Linked DNA regions of Pan troglodytes: region 1 is linked to region 2. A link is a contact called in public HiChIP or PLAC-seq data. All regions are on one chromosome and are shown on one strand. Each heading gives the region's core, a stretch centred on a gene start, on an enhancer-like site or on the middle of the called end of the contact. The rest is flanking DNA. Distances are from core to core; before and after follow the strand shown.

Region 1 (3,554 bases), core at 969-3,468, 420 kb before region 2:
TGGGAAATATGCAGCCCAGGCGCTGTCACTGCAACGTTTACTTGGGTCCTAAAACTTGGAAAGAAACCTGACATCTGTCAAGCTACTGGACGCCAGGCCGCGCGTCGGTTGGGTAGTTTCCTAAAACGCGCTTCACTTAGCAACAGCCTCCGGGGCCCAGAAAAGCCCAGAGAGGGCATGCGGGAAAGAAGGCAGGAGGGCAGAGATATTGCACATTGGCTTCTGTAGGAGAGGATGGATTTGCCTAAGAAAGTTTGACCTTGTCGGCCACTTCTTCAAGAAAACAGGTGCAGGTAGGGATTGCCTAATCATTATGTTTTCTGAGACGTACTTATCAGCCCACTTTCGCTACGCGCGCGCGCGCGCGCGCGCGCGCACACACACACACACACACACACACACACACACTGTATCTACACACAGAAGCCTTCCAGAGAGTTTACTTACATTTAAAACCCTAAATCCGTATACCCATCCAGTTGACTGCAGCCCTTGGCTGCAGAATACTCAGATCAAGTGGAACACAAACTTAAGGGGCAAGTTTCCAGACCCCAAACTTCCGGGAGATGATGCCGACTGGGAGCCGGGATTCTTTTGCCAGAGGTCCGCCTGGCCGAGAGGGGGCTGGCCTGCCCTGAGCCTCCACTACCCGCCCCCGACCCCACTAACAAGCCGAAGAGGCGTACTTTTTAATTCGTGGAGAGAAAGGGGGAAGAGCCCAGCGTGCAGAAGTCCCGGGATCGCCTGGTCTTGCATTAACGCTAAGACGCTAGAAACCTGGGATTCCCCCATGCACCCCCCACCCACTTAAGATTATGCTTTCCGTTTAGTTCCCCACCTTTCCACGGGGCTAGGGATGATGGCGGGGCGAGACCCCACACCGTATGGACACCTTATTTTAGTTTCTGCCAAATCTGCCGGGATGGCTTCTCATTCCCACTCGCTACCTCGGGCTGCTCCGAGAGTTTCAAACGCTGTGCCACTCGCTTCAGCTGGCAGTGGCGATTATCGGGGTTTCCTCTCCCCGCAGCCAGAGTTCCCGCGCCGCTAGTCTTTGGCAGATAACCCAACAAGCAAGTGAATGTCCCGCTCCGAATCTCAGGAAGTCTCTAAAACAATAAAAGAGACGGACGGAATCCGTTAGCAGAGCCTGCTCCCGGGGGAGGCGGCGAGGCTGCGCGCCCAGAGTAGCGCTCAGCGGTCCCGGCAGGTGCGGGGGCAGTGGAGGGGGCCCGGCGGTTCGCCCGGAGGACGGCCTCGGCTCCGCTCCGGCCAACGTTCCCCCCTCCAAGAAACTTTTCTTTCACTCTGAGAGGCTCCGTGTTGCCATGAAAACGGATTTTCCAAGGGGCCCGACCCTCCCCCTCAGGGGCATCGGACTGGAAAAACCGAAATGGCCACAGAGCAGAGACAAAAAGGGGCCGCTAAGCGGGGGCCAGGATCGAGAGAGCGGAGGCCAGTTCACCCCCTACGTCCCACACATACTTTCCACACCACCTTGTGCGAGCGCCTCCGACAGGCTCAGGAGACGGGCGACTGACTGCTTGCCCGCCCTCCTGCAAACCCCCAAGAGCCTCACAGCTGAATGCACCCCGCAGTCCTGAAGCCTGTCTCCCATGCCCGGGCCCCTGACCCACGCTGCGTCCTGGACGCACTGGCCCTCCTAGAGAAAGATCTGGACAACCAGCGGCCAATTCCAGGGAGAGCTTCTTGGAGACGCAGCCAGGAGCACTTCCAATGAGCCTGGAGTCCCTAAGCCGGCCTGGGTAGCTGGTGGTGCCCTGCGTTCCTAGCGCTGGCAGCAGAAGCGGCCAGAAAACCTCCGTGCAGACAACGGGAAGCTTTGCGGGCTGGCCGGGGGATGGGGCGCCGGTCTGCCTTGACAGGGTTGCAAAGTTGTTTTCTAAATTCCGAAGGCGCCCCTCTGCCCCCTCCCCCCAATCTGCTTGCGTGCCCCCTCCCCCCTCCCCCATCCCCCCGTCACCTCCTCAGGTTTCGTTCTTTCAAACTTTTTGAAACCCTAATTGGTGGCCTCTGAGTGGGCCTCGTGGACTCCCGCCTCCTAAGTAACTCTTACCACGTCACTAGGCCAAAGAGGGGCGTGGGGTGAACGAAAGGGCTCCCCGAACTTTTTTTTTTCCAACCAGGCCGAACGGGGGCTCGGTAATGATTGGCCAGGGCGCATCACTGCGAACCTGTCAATCACGGGTCCTCCGGGTTGCGAGGGGCGGACCAAGCCCCAACCCCGGGGGATCCGAGCAGGTATATAAGGGGCCCAGCTAGAGCCCAGGCAGACTGTGAATGCGACCTGTTCGAGAGAACGCATCAGGTGCGAGAAGCCCGCGGGTTCCTGCTGACTTGGCGCGGAGCATTTTGATAAGCCTACCCTTCCCGCCGGACTCGCTGGCCCACAGGCCCCCAAGCTCCGCTCCGACGGAGTCCCAGGGCCTTTTCACCGTGGCCGCTCCAGCCCCCGGAGCGCCTTCTCCTCCCGCCACGCTGGCGCACCTTCTTCCCGCCCCGGCAATGTACAGCCTTCTGGAGACTGAACTCAAGAACCCCGTAGGGACACCCACACAAGCGGCGGGCACCGGCGGCCCCGCAGCCCCGGGAGGCGCAGGCAAGAGTGGTGCGAACGCAGCCGGCGGCGCGAACTCGGGCGGCGGCAGCAGCGGTGGTGCGAGCGGAGGTGGCGGGGGTACAGACCAGGACCGTGTGAAACGGCCCATGAACGCCTTCATGGTATGGTCCCGCGGGCAGCGGCGCAAAATGGCCCTGGAGAACCCCAAGATGCACAATTCTGAGATCAGCAAGCGCTTGGGCGCCGACTGGAAACTGCTGACCGACGCTGAGAAGCGACCATTCATCGACGAGGCCAAGCGACTTCGCGCCGTGCACATGAAGGAGTATCCGGACTACAAGTACCGACCGCGCCGCAAGACCAAGACGCTGCTCAAGAAAGATAAGTACTCCCTGCCCAGCGGCCTCCTGCCTCCCGGTGCCGCGGCCGCCGCCGCCGCTGCCGCGGCCGCAGCCGCTGCCGCCAGCAGTCCGGTGGGCGTGGGCCAGCGCCTGGACACGTACACGCACGTGAACGGCTGGGCCAACGGCGCGTACTCGCTGGTGCAGGAGCAGCTGGGCTACGCGCAGCCCCCGAGCATGAGCAGCCCGCCGCCGCCGCCCGCGCTGCCGCCGATGCACCGCTACGACATGGCCGGCCTGCAGTACAGCCCAATGATGCCGCCCGGCGCTCAGAGCTACATGAACGTCGCTGCCGCGGCCGCCGCCGCCTCGGGCTACGGGGGCATGGCGCCCTCAGCCACAGCAGCCGCGGCCGCCGCCTACGGGCAGCAGCCCGCCACCGCCGCGGCCGCAGCTGCGGCCGCAGCCGCCATGAGCCTGGGCCCCATGGGCTCGGTAGTGAAGTCTGAGCCCAGCTCGCCGCCGCCCGCCATCGCATCGCACTCTCAGCGCGCGTGCCTCGGCGACCTGCGCGACATGATCAGCATGTACCTGCCACCCGGCGGGGACGCGGCCGACGCCGCCTCTCCGCT
Region 2 (3,675 bases), core at 1,153-3,652:
GAGAATCCCTTGAACCCGGGAGGCGGAGGTTGCAGTGAGCCGAGATCACGCCATTGCACTCCAGCCCGGGCAACAGTGCCAGGCTCTGTCTTAAAAAAAAAAAAAAAAAAAAAAAAAAAAAAACCCAGAAGTTCATTCTGACTACTTGGTCTTCCACTTCAAAACAGAGATCATAAAAAAGATGTAACCTCAGAAAAAGGAATTTTTACATTCCTAAGAAAAAAGAGCACCACTGGGCCACCATCTTATCAGGGTCTCAGTTGATGGTTTAGTTTTCCCTAAAAAAGCACTGAATTGACTCAATATTAAGTAATACCTGCGTAACCACCACAGCACCTCTTTGCAGCATCACATAATCACCAAAATCAACAATTTTTCAAAATTAAAAAAATCACAGCCTAATATGTATTACTTGCAGTTTCTTTCTAGAAATTAGGTGCATGGTATAGTGAGGTAAAAATGGAAGACTCCAGATTTCACAAAGATGTCGTTTTACATTTTGATACAATGCAATTGAATTGGCAAAGACCATTAAAGCCAACAATTATCAAAGAAAAAAGTATTCTATAACCAAGTAAACACCTGCTATGACTTCCCTTTAAGAATAAATAAGGTCACATTTATTCATTCAATGAACATTTATTGAGCACCTGGAACTGTGCTAGGTGCTGAGGAATATAACTATGAACAAGATAGATCAGACTCCTGCCTTGACCAGATACGTTTGCTTTAAATGATCCTGCTAACTACTACATATTTGTTCTCTGCTAGGATTATATTTTTCGGAAAGTCAGAGTCATATGAAGCCTCTTCTGGAATACTTTTAAAGTTTCTTTATGGCAAAATTGTTAGAAATCTTTGTTTAACTTAGAGAAGGGAAGAAAAATGGTCTCCAGTAACCTTTAGACAAGCATGTCGACGGTTGAGTTCACTCTCAAGCAATATGGCGGCAGGCAACCAATGAGGCAGTTTAGACCATTCGGTTGCGCTTTTGGATTGGGGAGTCTGTGATGCCATCACTGCATTGGGCCGAGGTGCGCTTACGGATCCCCCCACTGTCCAGGTGGAGGGCCAGTTCCTCTGAGTCGAAGGGATTCAAGTCGTCCTCCAAGAAGCTACTTTTTCGGCGCCCACTGCTGGCGACACCGCTGTCTTGAGGCGAGTCGCCCGATCGCATGCTGATGCCGGCCATAGCACCACTGAGGCCATGCAGGGCGATCGCCTCCTGGAAGGGCTGCAGGTCGACGTCCACCGATGAGCTGGACTCAGTTGCCACAGCCTGGCTGGTGACCCCAGTGGGTGGCTTCGGGGGTGTCCTAGGAGTGCGAGGTGGAGGAGGAGCGGGGGGCACTTTGCCACACAGGAAGCTAATCAAGTCTTCGCGACGAATGGTGCTCCGGCCCTTTTTCACCCACTCCAGCACATCTTTGATGCGACGCTGGTGGCCAACCTGGACACCCAAGTCAAAACTTCGTTGGTGGGCATCCCCACTCTCTTTGTAGAGGCTGGTCACGGCCATGGCCGCATTCTGGAAGGGGTCCCACATGGAAAGTCCTTGCTGTTGGCACCCAGAATCCTTGTAAAGCTGAGCAACGGCGGTGGCCGAGACCTGGAAGAGGTGCCACAGCTTCTGCTTCTCGCTCTTGAGCCCTGCCAACTCTGCAGCCGCCTCCTCCTGCAGCTCGGGGGGCAGCTGCTCCTCCTGCTCGGCCTCAGCCAGGCACTGGCGCTCCCACTTGGAAAACCAGTGCTCCGCGACCTCGGCCTCGCCCTCCTTCTGCTGCTCCTCCATCCTCCTCTTCAGGCCGCGCACCTCCACCACCGCCTCCTCCTCCGCCGCCGCCGCTGCTGCCTACTCTTGGTCCTCCACCTCCTCACCTCCTGCTCCGAGCTCCCCGCCTCCTTCTGCGGCCGCCGCCTCCTTCGCGTGCGCCGCCCTGCGGGCGGGCGGGCGGGCGCGCAGGCGGCGGGGCCCTGAGGCCAACTGCTACAGCGCTAGTCGCCCGCGGCCCTGGTGCACGCCCCGCCCCGCCCGCCGGCTCAGCCACCCGCAACGGCGTGGATGCTGCCTTCGCGGCCGCGGAGATAACCCCGCAGCCGCCGGCGCCGCCGCGATGCCCCCTTCCGGCCCCACGGTCCGCTCCTACGGCCCCCCCATGGCGCCGCGGCCTCCCAGCCGCCGCCGCCGCCGCCGCCGCCTCGGTCGCCGCCGCCGCTGCGGCCCCGCAGCTCGGTCCCAGCCCCCGCTTGCGCCGCGGCTGCAGCACCGATAACTCGGAGGGGGGCTGGCAGGAGCGCTGCCTCAACGCGGCGCCTGCCTACCTCTTGGCCCCCTTTTCACACATTTTTGGGACTTGTCGGCTTCATCCAATGAGCTGATCAAATTTTACATCCTATGTTGCCAGAGAGGATTATGGGGCAACTTCATGGTGTCGATCACATCCAGGGCGCCGATCCGGGGAGGCCGGGGGAATAAAAGTGGAAAGAGCGCGGCCCTCGTGGGTAGGCAGGCAGTCTGGACCCTAGCAATGTCCTCCCCACACTAGGTGCCCGAGAAAAGTGTTTTCCGTGGACGAAAGTAGTATTTTGTAGAAGAAAAAAAATCACAGGGAAAGTGCCTGCCTCGTCTTCTTGGGCCTCAGTTTCCCCAAGTGCCCGTTGAAGTTGTTAAACTAGGTCTCCGGAAAGTGCTCCAGTCCTGATTGAGAACTTTCCTGCTGTCCCTGCAAAGCACTACTTCGGGGTTAGTTTCATACTTATCAAATTACAAGAGTAACGGTCAGAAATGGTGTTGATTCCCCCTTCATTCTTGCAAAGGTTTTTGTCATTAAGAAAAATGGGGTGGAGAGTGGATTCTGTGTGGACTCTCAACTATTGAAAATCCCAAGATGAAGGAGCAAGGGGAAAGAAAAAAGGAAATAAAAATGAATGCTCAAACACGAGATTTTCTGTTCTAATATAAAGTTCAGTCCCTTTTAGGAAAAAAAGGACAAAAAAAAAACTAATTTCCAAAACCCTAAAAATTCTAGCTAGTTAAAACATCATAATAATACCAAAATTAAGCTAAAACGGTATGGAACACTAACGTCATTTCCTTGGGTTCAATAACAAATCCCTTGTAATAATGCAATCTTTTTTCAGTGCAGACAATTCCAGAGCAAACTGTGTTAAAAGCAAAAAAAAAAAAAAAAAAAAATCACTGAGCTAAAAATAACATCAAAAGTTGGAGGAACTAACGTAATCATTTTTAAGATTTAGAGAAAAAAGTTAGAATTTTGCAGTTTTTGTTGTGGAATAATTGCTAAGTATCCAGAAAGCCTTACAGACATAAATAAAGCTAACTCTTCTAGCAAAATATGTCTAATAATTCCCAAGAATGAAAATTAGTACATAAAATAAAATTATCATTAAGTTTTATCATCTCCCTTAAAAGAAATACATGTTTCTAAGTTAAATTTAGAAGAGAAGAAGAGTGAATTGTGCCCTTTCTCTGCAAACCGGGCTTTTTCACGATTCATTAAACCCTTTTTCCATATGTGTAATTGGACTCTTCTCATTTACATAAACGAAGGATGAGGCAAAAGACCTAAGATCAGCCTAAGAGGAGAGATACGTTTCTCATTCTTTTATGTTAAAAAATATATATTGTGGAAGAAACCAAGAAGGCAGACCCTA

What was found. HiChIP or PLAC-seq counts read pairs in DNA pulled down with a chosen protein or histone mark.
Region 1: an H3K4me3 HiChIP or PLAC-seq map of stem cell-derived excitatory neurons shows a contact between it and region 2, with 8 times the contacts expected there. The contact joins the promoter of SOX3 here to the promoter of HAPSTR2 in region 2. A contact is called at or near these places in 1 of 1 datasets of contacts at active chromatin or transcription factors (stem cell-derived excitatory neurons) and 1 of 1 other capture datasets (stem cell-derived neural stem cells).

What each region holds. Positions count from the first base shown.
Region 1 is chrX:137,968,039-137,971,592 of NHGRI_mPanTro3-v2.0_pri, reverse strand. It overlaps SOX3 (SRY-box transcription factor 3), which reads left to right and starts at 2,218. Exons shown (of 1, transcript XM_001143467.7): 1 at 2,218-3,554. The coding sequence starts at 2,302.
Region 2 is chrX:137,552,582-137,556,256 of NHGRI_mPanTro3-v2.0_pri, reverse strand. It overlaps HAPSTR2 (HUWE1 associated protein modifying stress responses 2), which reads right to left and starts at 2,402. Exons shown (of 1, transcript XM_009439714.5): 1 at 620-2,402. The coding sequence starts at 1,792. The coding sequence ends at 971.